Linked DNA regions of Sus scrofa: region 2 is linked to region 1. Evidence: chromatin contacts called from public Hi-C data. All regions are on one chromosome and are shown on one strand. Each heading gives the region's core, a stretch centred on a gene start, on an enhancer-like site or on the middle of the called end of the contact. The rest is flanking DNA. Distances are from core to core; before and after follow the strand shown. Region 1 has its middle 160 kb from the start of GALNT5. Region 2 has its middle 45 kb from the start of GALNT5.

Region 1 (6,267 bases), core at 3,350-5,849:
GTGGGAGCGGCCCAAGAAATAGCAACAACAACAACAACAACAAAAAGACAAAATAAATAAATAAATAAATAAAAGATATTCTATAATTCTTAAAAACTCAATGTGCTAATGACCACATGTAAAGGTGAAACTGAATCTTGATGCCATACTTGGTTGAGCCAAGATTTTATGCATAAATAAATGATAGTGGAACATTTTTAAATGTATACAAACATAAAAGTACAAAGTTCATAAAACAAATTAATCACAGGGGGTTTTTATAGTGTATTTAAAAAAATATCTTTGATGACCTTTCAGAAGTGAAGACAAGAAAAAGAAATAACACTTGGGTTTTTAGGAAAAAACATTAAAAATAATCCCTTTTGATACATAAGAACATTTGCATATCCAAAGCCAGCTTCTCCACAGTGCTGTGTTTTTTCTTTTTTTTTTTGTGAATGATCAACTCTCTAATTAGCCAATTATCATTGCAAATAGAGAAAGGGACAAAAATCACAAACTGTTAGTAACTTAAAATAGAAATCTACATTACTACATATGAAAGGAGAGTTTAAGTAGAATAAGAGGCTGGGGATCAGAATGAAATTGTTTTTAAACCTTTCCTGAGATAAAAATAATGTTTTACAATATGGTGTCACTCTTCTATGAGTAATGAGAGCAATTTTTGACATCTGCATGACTGTTAAAAAGCAATGTGTGTGTTCCACTTATGAAAAAATACAAAGAAGCTTTGGAATGTTTCAGAACCTGTATTAAAAATAATTCCAAAATATTCAGAAGCTATTTAAATGGTTATAAGCATGAATATTAACTGTCTGTATTAACTGTAGTCAAAGTATCCATATTTTCAAATGGTGATCGAGGTGCACTCTTAGCATTTGGAGACCAGTTGGAAATATTGACTGCTTAAATTGTAGTTAAGAAGAATCAAACAAATTAACACAATAAGCCATCTGTAGAGTTAACCCACAATGGGAGATATTTTATAAAGTCCAGGGTGTCACCAAAAACTAAATAGGCAATGCCAATCAAAAATAAAAACTGAGGAGCCATAGATGAAAATTTGGGAAATGATTCCAGGCCTATGGCAATCACAAACACAAATGTAGTGTTAGGCATAAGAGGAGGAAGCATATTGCTGCATAAGAATTTGTCAGTAGTCCAATACACTGCTCTAGGGCCAGGACTTGGGGGGCTTTCTCTGTCTATTCAGTGGGTATGTTGTCCACAAAAAGATCTATTGCCTCAGCAGGTATACAACTGGGTCCCAGGAGTGGGTAGCCTTGAACTGACTCTTGGGCACTAGCTCATCCTATCAAAAATCTATGCCCTTTTAATACAACCAGTATCGGTGATCTGGGGGATGGTAAATTAAAACATTGGCCTTCTGCTGTACATTTGCTTGTTATGTGTTGCTTAGTGTGAGTCAGACTTTGGACATACTAATCCCTGATGGAATTGACAAAGAGAGGTTTCTCCATGTGATTAGCTGAGGTCCAGACTCTGGATGGAGAAAACTCCATCAAGTTACTGTTCATCTGCAAACTCAGTGGCCACCAGTGGCTCAATGACTGTAAGGAAAACATGTCACTTACAGTGCATTATATTTAATTAAATGGAGATTTATTTATTTTATGGCAAATGTTTCTTGCAGCACAGAACTACTAAAAAAATATTAACTTAAATACTAGGAAACTAATCGAACAACATAAAATTTGGACCTCCATAGGTGCTTTCTCTATTTTCTGATCATTTTTATTTTACATTACAGATTTGGCACCAACCATAGACTTCCCTCAACTGTAGTATTTGTGACAATTCTAATCTTTGCTTCTGAATTCTAATTTTTTTTGAGGGCAGGTATCAATTTATCTAAGACTTCTCTCACACACAGCCTGATGTTGTGCTTTGCATATTACAAATAGGTACTTAAAATATTTGTTGTATGAATAAGATGTCTTACAATTTGCCTGTTTATTGTGTCAGATTATCTCTACTTTCCTGTATTTACAGCAGTCAGAAAATTTGGAACTGCATTTTTTCCCTACTACCATCAGAGTTCTACCAATGAAAGGTCCTTGTTCAAGACTGAGAAAGAGAAAGAGAAGTAGACACCATCATTGATCTTGTGAAGCAATGGACAGTTGTGAAAACTACTGAACATCCTACTGAATATCATTTTCATGCTAGAAATTGCTGGGGTCATCAACAGTGGATATGCACAGATTCTTTCCTAAAATCCAGTAGTGGCTTTCTCCAAACACTTTCGCAGTCCCTCCAAGTGTGACACAGACACTAATTCCCTGTGTCAAATTCCTTTCTGCCTAAAATTTCTAAAGTAATTTCTGTCTTCATAAATACTGATACACTATTATTTTTTCAGTTTATCATTTCTATTATGTCCCTAATATGAAAAAGTCTTCAAAAAGTTTTGAACATTCTTTACAGAATGTGAAGCTTATTAGCAGTGGAGGAAATGTCATCATCCTCAAATTCCGATTATGTACTAGAGGTAATCTTACATGTTTCTCTTATCTCAGAATCATATTGCTGCACTGCCCAATCTCTGAAAACAATTATTTTTTATATTTTCTTTGTTTTTCTAGTTTTCTTTTTTAATATAGAAGGCAGATCTAGTCACAGTTATTCTGTCATGGCCAGAAGTGAGTTTCCCCAGTTTATGTTTTGGAGAAGACTTAAATTCTCTTTGGAGGGGAAAATCAATCTTTCTCTCCAGTGAGGCTATGTGTTACGGTATGTAAAAATCAAAACCTCACTATATGGTGGAATGCAGAGATTTGTCATAATAAAGAGTAAAGTGTTCAGTACGTTGATGTCAAAAACTTGTAACCTGGGGGCAAAACTGTCATTATAAAGTTAAGAAGTGCACCAAAGGTTGGCTGAGACAGTGGGTGAGGGGTACACTACTGATTTTCTTCTTACTGATCCCCAGAGAGTTGGAAAAGTCGGAGAAGTCTGGTATATGAAAATATGGCAACAACAGTCCTACAGAGGAAAAGTAGGCTGGAACTATTTTTGGTCTGGAGAAATCCTAGACTCTAGAAGCTGTGATGCCCAGTATCTAGTTGAAGCTTTTTACCCCTGCATTTTAGATCTCTCCTGATCCTCAAAGGCTTCATAACATTTTTCTTAAATATCATGGTCTGTTTTTATCTGCTTTCTGCTGAGTTAAATCTAAGCTCAAGTTGTGGTCAAAAGCCTCCAGAATGCCATTTGCACCCTGGAAAAGGTATCTTGTGGTGCCAAATGTCATCTCTAAGGAATAGAGCAGAAGATTAGAAATGAAAGGCTGGCTGAGAACATAATGACAAAGAGGCTGATTTGGTGGAATACGTAAGCATTTTTCAGGAACTCTCAGGCATGTTAGGAGAGAAGAACTTAGTAAAACAGGACCTTTTATTCTGGGGAAAAAGAAAGAGAAGGGTGGGTGTTTACTGGGGTTATAACTGAACATTTATCCCCAAAGGCATTTGCTGTATCTGCAACACTTTAAAAAAAAAAATGGTGGTAGTAAATGAAATGAGTTTCTTCAGGACATAGTTGTCCAAGAAGTGTGAATATTTAGAAATGGGCAATTCTAAAAAGAATATGAAAATGGCTGTATTTTCTTTAAACATTTTAAAAAAAGATTTCCTTATTATTGCTAAAATAAATGTATGGCATAGTTTTCCTCTTTTATGAAATTAAATTGTTTTATCTATGATTTGCTTTCATAAATGTACAGACTAAATTTTTTCACAGTATGTTCTATTTATGCCTTGGTGAAATGAATACCTGACTATTATATATCCAGTCCACCTTTATAGTCTGCATTTTGTGATTTAAATTTTATATGTGAAGGTCCATATGAAAATCTAAGTAATTATATATCATTACCGTGATGGATGATTACTTGTCTGGGCTAGAAATACAACTTTTGGCAGTTCAAGTTTTAACCAATCAGAATTGTTGGACATCTAAGGGAGAGGTGTGTGTGGGAAAAAAAAAAAAAATCCACTACCATGAAAGTTATGTGGTTCATTATTTCCAAGGAACCAGAGGCAAAAGGGATTTCTTTGAGGAGTTAGATATTAAAGTTTTCCTTTACCAAAAAAGTTTATCTGCAAATTTTAAGTTTTTAATGCCAGGAAGAGATCCATTCTTTTACTCTATTTACTTTAGTAAGCAGAGTAATATATCTATGGATGATAAGGCTGCACTATTCCTTGGATTTTCATCAAAACTCCTCAGAAGATATTTAGACTAATACAAGGCAACTCAACCCAAGGACAGTTCAAGGCTCCAGGTAACTTTCAATAAGTTTATTCACCTAGTATTCTCTGATTTCCATAATATTTATTCGCTTAATTTGAATTATTTGTTATAAACTTCCTTCAAGTAAATGCAAAGAAGAAATACATTTCTCCTTTAATAAAAGAATGGATCAGACTACCTTGAGAAGCTAAAGTGTTTCCGAAAGGATAAAATCCTGAAGAGTGTACTGTTTGCCTAGGAATGGGAGGAAGCACACACAGCACATTATTATTTCTTCCACTTGTACTTGGAAATGATTTCCAAAAGGGAAAAAACTTGAGCATACTCATAGAAACTTTGAGTCATCAGACATTTTTGCCTGTGACTGCCTACTTAATCCAGGAAGAAAGTGAACATTCATGAGTCAGAGCCCTTAGCTTTGCCGAGTTCACTTAAAAATGACAATGGAATATTGTAGAAAAAGAATTTGTATCAAATAATCTGGAAAATATTTTAAATAAACCAGCACTTTTTTGCCTTCCATGTGGGTGTGAAAGAAATAGAACTGTTGCAGGAAATCTGTTTTTCTTACATAGGAATGAGCTTACTATCACAGGAAGCTGTAAAGCATCTCATGGAAGGGGAGCCTGACATGACCAGCCTTAGAACAGGTTAGGCTTGATATAACACTGGTACCTCAATGCGATGGTATTGTTCAACATGGAGGAAATGTGTAGATCATTTCTTAAGGCTTTGTCTGTATGTATTTAACACTTGTAAAGAAAACTAAAAATTGGCATTAGACTCTACATATTAACTTTTTAATATTGCAAGTATTTATTTATGATTAGAAAAATAATTCATCCTACCATCATCAAATGATGGTCTAGAAGAAGACACACACAATAATCAGATAGTCACACAAAATAATCCGTGCTCCAAAGAGAAAGAACAAGATGCTACAAGAATGACTATAAAAAGGAACCAAATCTAGACAGGGGACCAGATGATCTCCTGTAAGGAAGTGACTAAGGTCTTAATGAAAGATAACTAAGTGAACATAGGAAAAACATAGGAGAAAGGGCATTTCAGACGAAAGGAACCACATGTGCAAATGTTCTTCATGGGGAAGCGGAAAATTAATGGTTCAAACAGAAAACAAATAGTAAAATGGTGAATATAAACCCAAATAGATCAATAAATATACCAAAACAATAGGTCTAAATATTAAAAAGAAAATTTTAAAGATAGACTAAAAACAGCAAAGCCTAATTATATACTGCATACAGCTTATATAACTTAAACATAAGGACACAGAGAGGTTAGAAGTAAGGGCAGGAAGACAGGAATCATCACTAGAAATAAGCAGGGACATTTTGTTTCTTTTTTTAGTGGAAGTATATTCAACTTACAATGTTGTGTTAATTTCAGGTGAAAAACAAAATGACTCAGTTTTATACATTTTTTTCGGATTTTCCATTATAGGTTATTACAAGATATTGAATGTAGTTCCATATGTTAAATAGTAGGTCCTCATTGGTAATTTTATATATGGTAGTGCATATACATTAAGCCCAAACTCCCAATTTATACCCCTCCACCAGGTATACTTTTTGGTAACCATAAGTTTCTTTTCTATGTCTGTGTGTCTCTTTCTTTTTTGTAAATAAGTTCGTCTGTATCATTTTTTATATTCCACATATAAATGATATCATATGATATTTGTCTTTGTCTGGCCTACTTCACTCAATATGACAATCTCTAGATCCACCCATGTTGCTGCAAATGGAATTATTTCATCCTTTTTTTATGGCTGAGTTATATTCCATCTTCTTTATCTACTCCTCTGTCAATGGACATTTAGGCTGCTTCTGTGTCTTGGCTATTGTAAATAGTGTTGCTGCAAACACTGGGGTACATGTATCTTTTTGAATTGGAGTTTTCTACAGATGTATGCCCAGGAGTGGGATGGCAGGATCTTATAAATATGGAAATATTTTATAAAATCTAAAT
Region 2 (5,432 bases), core at 2,858-5,357, 120 kb before region 1:
AAAGAAAAGAAAGAAAAAGAAAAGAAAGTAAAAGAAAAAATAGATTTGAATAGAACAATAAAGGAGCATTCTTAGGAGTAAAAAAAAATATATATTCCCTAGCTGAATAATACAATTTTAGGCGATTGATTTTTGAATTAATGACATTTTACTTAAGTTGAATAAAATGCAAACTGTAAAAGACCTAAATGTTTATCTCTTTTTATAGCCTGTTTCTTCTCAGGTATAGAAACTTTCTACAAACTTTGTATCTTAACAATTTTGCGCCATTTCAGTGTTGTCCTTTTTCTATTTGGACCCTTATCATGCTTGTAGGCTACCATATCCCCTCACTGTGGCCTTTCATGGATAATGGCAATTTCCATATGTCTAATTTATACACTTCCCATTTTCTTTACCCTAATTACTTCACAACTTGATATTCCTGAGTAGTTTCTTGAAAGTGACTAGCTAATGACACTGCAATTTCTTTTGAGGTATTAATCAATAATACCTTTGTTTGAAGACATAGTCTTTTTGAAATACCTGAAAGAGTAATATGGAAATTTAGGCAGCCATGGTAGAGTGGTGATGACTTAGGGATAGTTTTAAATCATGGTTTGGAAAACTTTCAGGGTATCTCACACAATATTACAGACAGCCTACTCTCCATTATTTATTTGAAAGGCAGAGTAGGCTGTCTGAATTCTTCACTTCATTATTTAGCCATTGCATATTATTTTTAACCTCAGGGAAAGAAATAATCAAATTATGGTTCAAATAATTCCAATGGTTATATTGGTGTGCAATTATTTAGTTCCTTTTGTTTCCATCAAACAATTATATGAATAGATTTGGGTAAGTTTCCTTCAAGTAGCTTCCAAGATATCTATTATTAATTTTTTAATTCAAATTTACAATATATTTACTAAAACAAGGTTCCACAACCAGTTAAAAGTGCAGACAAAATTTTACATTTACCATTACCTTCAGAAAATTTATATTTTCCATTTCATATAAGTGATAAAGAAGAAAAGTTATATTAGCAAGACTTCAATGCTCCTTTTCTGAAAATTTTATTAGATTTTAAATTTACATGGACTTTAGAAAAAAATGAATTAAATTAAATTCTCTTTGACATCACTTTTTAGAAAAATATCTCTTTCTTACTGTTTATTTCCCTCTCTCATTGCTGGGATGAATTTTCTAATGATAGGATGTATTTTTTGATAAATAAATTTTGTTCTAGGTTCCTTAAGCTTCTTGCTCCTTAATAATAATAGTTAAACTGTAACTCAAAAAAAAAATAATTCTAGAATTAGAATGTATCTAAAAAAATATTCTGTATTAGACTGAAAGTTAACTTTAATTTCTATAGTTAGATGGAAATTCAATAAGAACTAGCTTTAAGTTAATTTTGTATTGTTGTGTAACAAAATTATGAGAATCTACTTATACTAAAAAAAGTATCAGATTTTATGGGAAATTTTAGAAGAAAAAGGACACAAAATTCAAATTACAAGAATAAAAGGTCACATATAATAATCTTTGAAAAATATTTTCAGGTAATATATAGGTAAGAATTGATTAATATTGTAGAGATGGGTAGGGTAGGTAGGTAGTTGAGAGACTGAGCAAGCGTACCAACTGGAACTGAAGAGACCTGGTTTTGAATCATGAGCTGTTTTTATTTTTTTTAAGATGCAGGCAGGATGAATCAACGATTTGTATTACTCAGTTTCCTTATCTATAAAATGTGAATAATTAGAGTTGTATTGGAGCCTGCTCGCACTGGCTTACAAGAGCCATTTGCTAAATTTCCAGGAATTTGGAAATCTGATTATTAAATGTCATTATTAAAAATTAAATTATATAAACTTTCATTTAAACAAATTACATAAAAATCAAAGGTAACATATACCTTTGATATATGTCAACACTCAAGATATCCTAATTAATTTGCCCACATCTTAGTATTACACATGCTTTTGAAGTTATTTATGTCAATGATATTCATAGAATGGCAATAATACAGAATAGTATATACTGTACATAAATTCCTGACCATATAAATCAGGAATTCACTTATCATTTTGTTCATTTCTAGATTTAAGAAAGTGATAGCAAATAATATTATGGGTTAAATCTAAAAGTATGGCATGTTTGTAACTGTTGCACTGTAAATTGCGCAAAAATGGAGGAAATAGTCTCCTAGTATTTAAGAACTATTATTCAATTCATCAAAATAGTCATTCACTCATTGATGAATGAATGAAGTCCAACATATGTCTTCTTTTTTTCACTTTTATCTTACTCATTAACCTAAGTAAAACTATCAACTTACATTCATGGAACTATACTTGTTTCTCAAGTGAAACAGTAGGTTGGCTATAGACAGAGACAGACAAAAATCAATGGAAGTATTCTATGTGAATCAGCTGGCTATATGGGATTTGAAAAGATTCTTGTATATTTTATCATTATTTAAACATGATGAAATACATAGAACATCCAGCACAGCATCGTCTCCATAGATGGTAGTTGTTGATTCCACTTTTTAAATTAAAAAAATATATTAGAATTGTTTTATAATGTTCTGTCAATTTCTGCTGTACAGCAAAGTGACCAGCCATACATAAATATATATTCTTTTTCTCACATTATCCTCCATCATGTTCCATCACAAATGACTAGATACATAGTTCCTTGTGCTATACAGCAGGACCCCGTTGCCCATCCACTCACTTTAAAGCATGTCTGTGTAGTAAAGGAGAAACTGACAAGTACAGTAGAACTTATCTGGGGAAGGTTTTCAGAGTAGGTGTGTTTTGTGGTAGGTTTTGAAAAAGTGGCAATATGAATGGAGATAGTCTTTCTAACACTGATGGCTAAAATGAAGAGTATTCATTGATTTTCAGTTTTGTCCTTCTTTGCTTAATTACCTTGCCTGCTATTTTTAGCTTAAATAGGATGGTTTTTCTCACTAGACTCACAGGGAATTTTTTAGACTTGGACTTCAGAGCTAATCTACTAAATCAGAATCTCCAGGATTGGAAACACATTCCTAGTGACTTTAGTGCAGACAGTCCAGGTACACCTGAGGACTGGGGTTTGGAAACTACTAGAAAAGTAAGGAAGAGGACCCTGAGGTCTTGATTCAAATTCTGCTCCTGCTTTTTCCTGGCACTGTGAATTTGGGCAGTTTACTTACTTCTCTGTACTTTGGATATTCCATTTCTAAAGTGGGAATAGTAAATGAAGCTGCAATTTATAAGACATGATATTCAGTATTGCAAAAAAAGAAAATGTCCCATGTTTTTGTACCTCCTATTCTGTCAAATTCTGTCAACATAGCTACTGCTGTTTGAATCATTCTTACCTCATCACTTCTCCCTGTGAAATGAAATTCGCCATCTGCAAATGGTAACATTTTAAAAAATTAATTTTATCTGTATTCATTCTATGAAAACAATTACTACTTCCTACTGGACAAACAACCAACTATACTTCTAAGTTAAAATGATGAACAAGAAAAGTTTCATTAATAAAACACAAAGACTAAATTTTCAGTTTACTAAAACTAAATTCTATTTTTGTTTCAAATTTGACTAAGGAATTGCAATCTCATGTGGTTATCATATGCTGGGATTTGTAATCTTGAATCATATCCATATACAAACATACCAAAGACACATTCAATTCTAAATTGTATTAAGCCCGTTAGCCATCTGTTTTAAAGTTATCAAGAGCTTAAATTAAACTTGACAAATATTTCATAAAAAGTAAAAAAAAGTTATTTGTGACTCAAGCTGGCTTGTGTTGAAACACTTTTTCCTTTTAGCCACAAGATGGTGCTTTTGTACTCTGTATTTCCATTGAGACAGCAAAAATATCTTTAAAATGGTTGACAAAAGACTAATTTCATGAGAATCATTAAAGTTCAAAGCACTTGTTATCATTTTCAAAAAAAAAAAAAAACAACACTCCTTACTACACCATTGAGTAAGAAATATTAATACAAGGGTGAAAATGAAAAGCATTTTTTTAAATCCATAGGGACAATCTATCTTATCTGTTTTTAAGCAGGGTGGTGACTCAGAGTGTGTTTGTTATTCCTGCTCACAACTGAGGAATGTCCCTCCATGTAACCAAGTTCCATATTTTACCATATAATCCCCAGAATATTGCAGACCTATTTATTAAGATGCCAAAACTGGAGTTTGTGAAATGCTAGTCTTATAAAGTGGTTCTCAATGTGTTTGGGTCCAAAAGCCGGAAAGTTAAGAAAGAGTCTTTTAAAAATAGACTTGTTTTGCTTCATATCCAAAAGGTCTTACTTTTTTTTTTTTTTTTTTTTTTTTTTTTTTCACATATGCCCTTGGTGCATTCTTCTTTGGCTTTTTAATTCTAGAAGGACTTCTTGACCAAATCAAGTTTATTCCTTCTCCATGACAGTCATGGATATCTTAAGATTTGGGAGTTGAAGAGCACATAAATATCCTTCATTCAATCTCTTTACCAAAAAGACATCCTTTGTATACCACCTCTTGATCATCCAACTGTTGTTCCGTCAACAAAAATATGTGATGATTCTTTTCTTCTTTTTGTCAAAAATTCCTTTCATTTGTTTTTTAATCTGCTAACTCTGTTTTAGACTTTCCTGACCTATGCAATTTCATAAAGATCAAATATCCCATAGTTTTTCTATATCTTGTCATTTAAGATGCAAGCCACTAGAGGAAATTATGCTTGAAAAAAGAATCATCTACCTGCCTGAAAGTGTTTTTGGAGATATTGCATCCCAAATTTTTTTATGATGCTCTCAGCAAACAAGTTACCATTATAAAAAAAATTCAGAGTTTCTACCTAGGACCATGCTTGTAACTTAACTTCACATTTCAACTTCAAAACATTTGAAATGTTTTTGTTCTGCCAGACCAGCTCTTTGCCTAATCCCAATGGCAATATGGAAGAATGAATACTGACTCTGTGAAGCAGGGTCTTTTTGTTTTCCATCAGAGAATTATTATTTCAGATTTTTAAATCAAAGTTTTCACTAACTTGATGGCCTTTTGTATATCTCAGTTTTTCTCAAGGCTTTGTGTGTGAGTGGGGTTTGAGTGGAAGAAGAGGGAAGCAGAGGGGAGGCAAATGGGGAAGATGCAGGGTTACCTACCTTACACGGAGGCCACAAGGAGATGCCTTCACAAAGGACTCACCTCCACAAGCGGATCCCTATCTCAAGCAGCTATTTTAAGTCTCAAAAAGTTCCCAGAACAATTTTGTTTGACCTTTTGTTAAAGACCTCCTCTACTAAGCAACTGATTTACCTGTTCCCAAGGGTGGAGGGTTGAGACAGGTTTTTCTGTTGCTGTCTATTAAAATTTTATCAAAGCCCATGGTTCCTATGTAGTAGCAAAGAATCCTTAGTAACCTAAAAGTGGAGGAGGAGA

The links. Hi-C and Micro-C count contacts between places; a contact is called where the count stands out from the background.
Region 2: a contact with region 1 is called in a Hi-C map of embryonic fibroblasts, with 4 times the contacts expected there. The contact joins two enhancer-like sites. A contact is called at or near these places in 6 of 47 Hi-C or Micro-C datasets (embryonic fibroblasts, epiblast stem cells, fetal heart ventricle and 2 more).

What each region holds. Positions count from the first base shown.
Region 1 is chr15:64,078,328-64,084,594 of Sscrofa11.1, reverse strand. No RefSeq gene overlaps it. Among named protein-coding and RNA genes, the nearest start is that of GALNT5, 160 kb to the left of the region's middle. Within about 2 kb of position 4,599, at least 5 of the 83 cell types and tissues checked have an H3K27ac peak or open chromatin away from gene starts, as enhancers often do. A contact at or near this core is called in embryonic fibroblasts, where this site is marked.
Region 2 is chr15:64,194,231-64,199,662 of Sscrofa11.1, reverse strand. No RefSeq gene overlaps it. Among named protein-coding and RNA genes, the nearest start is that of GALNT5, 45 kb to the left of the region's middle. Within about 2 kb of position 4,107, at least 5 of the 83 cell types and tissues checked have an H3K27ac peak or open chromatin away from gene starts, as enhancers often do. A contact at or near this core is called in embryonic fibroblasts, where this site is marked.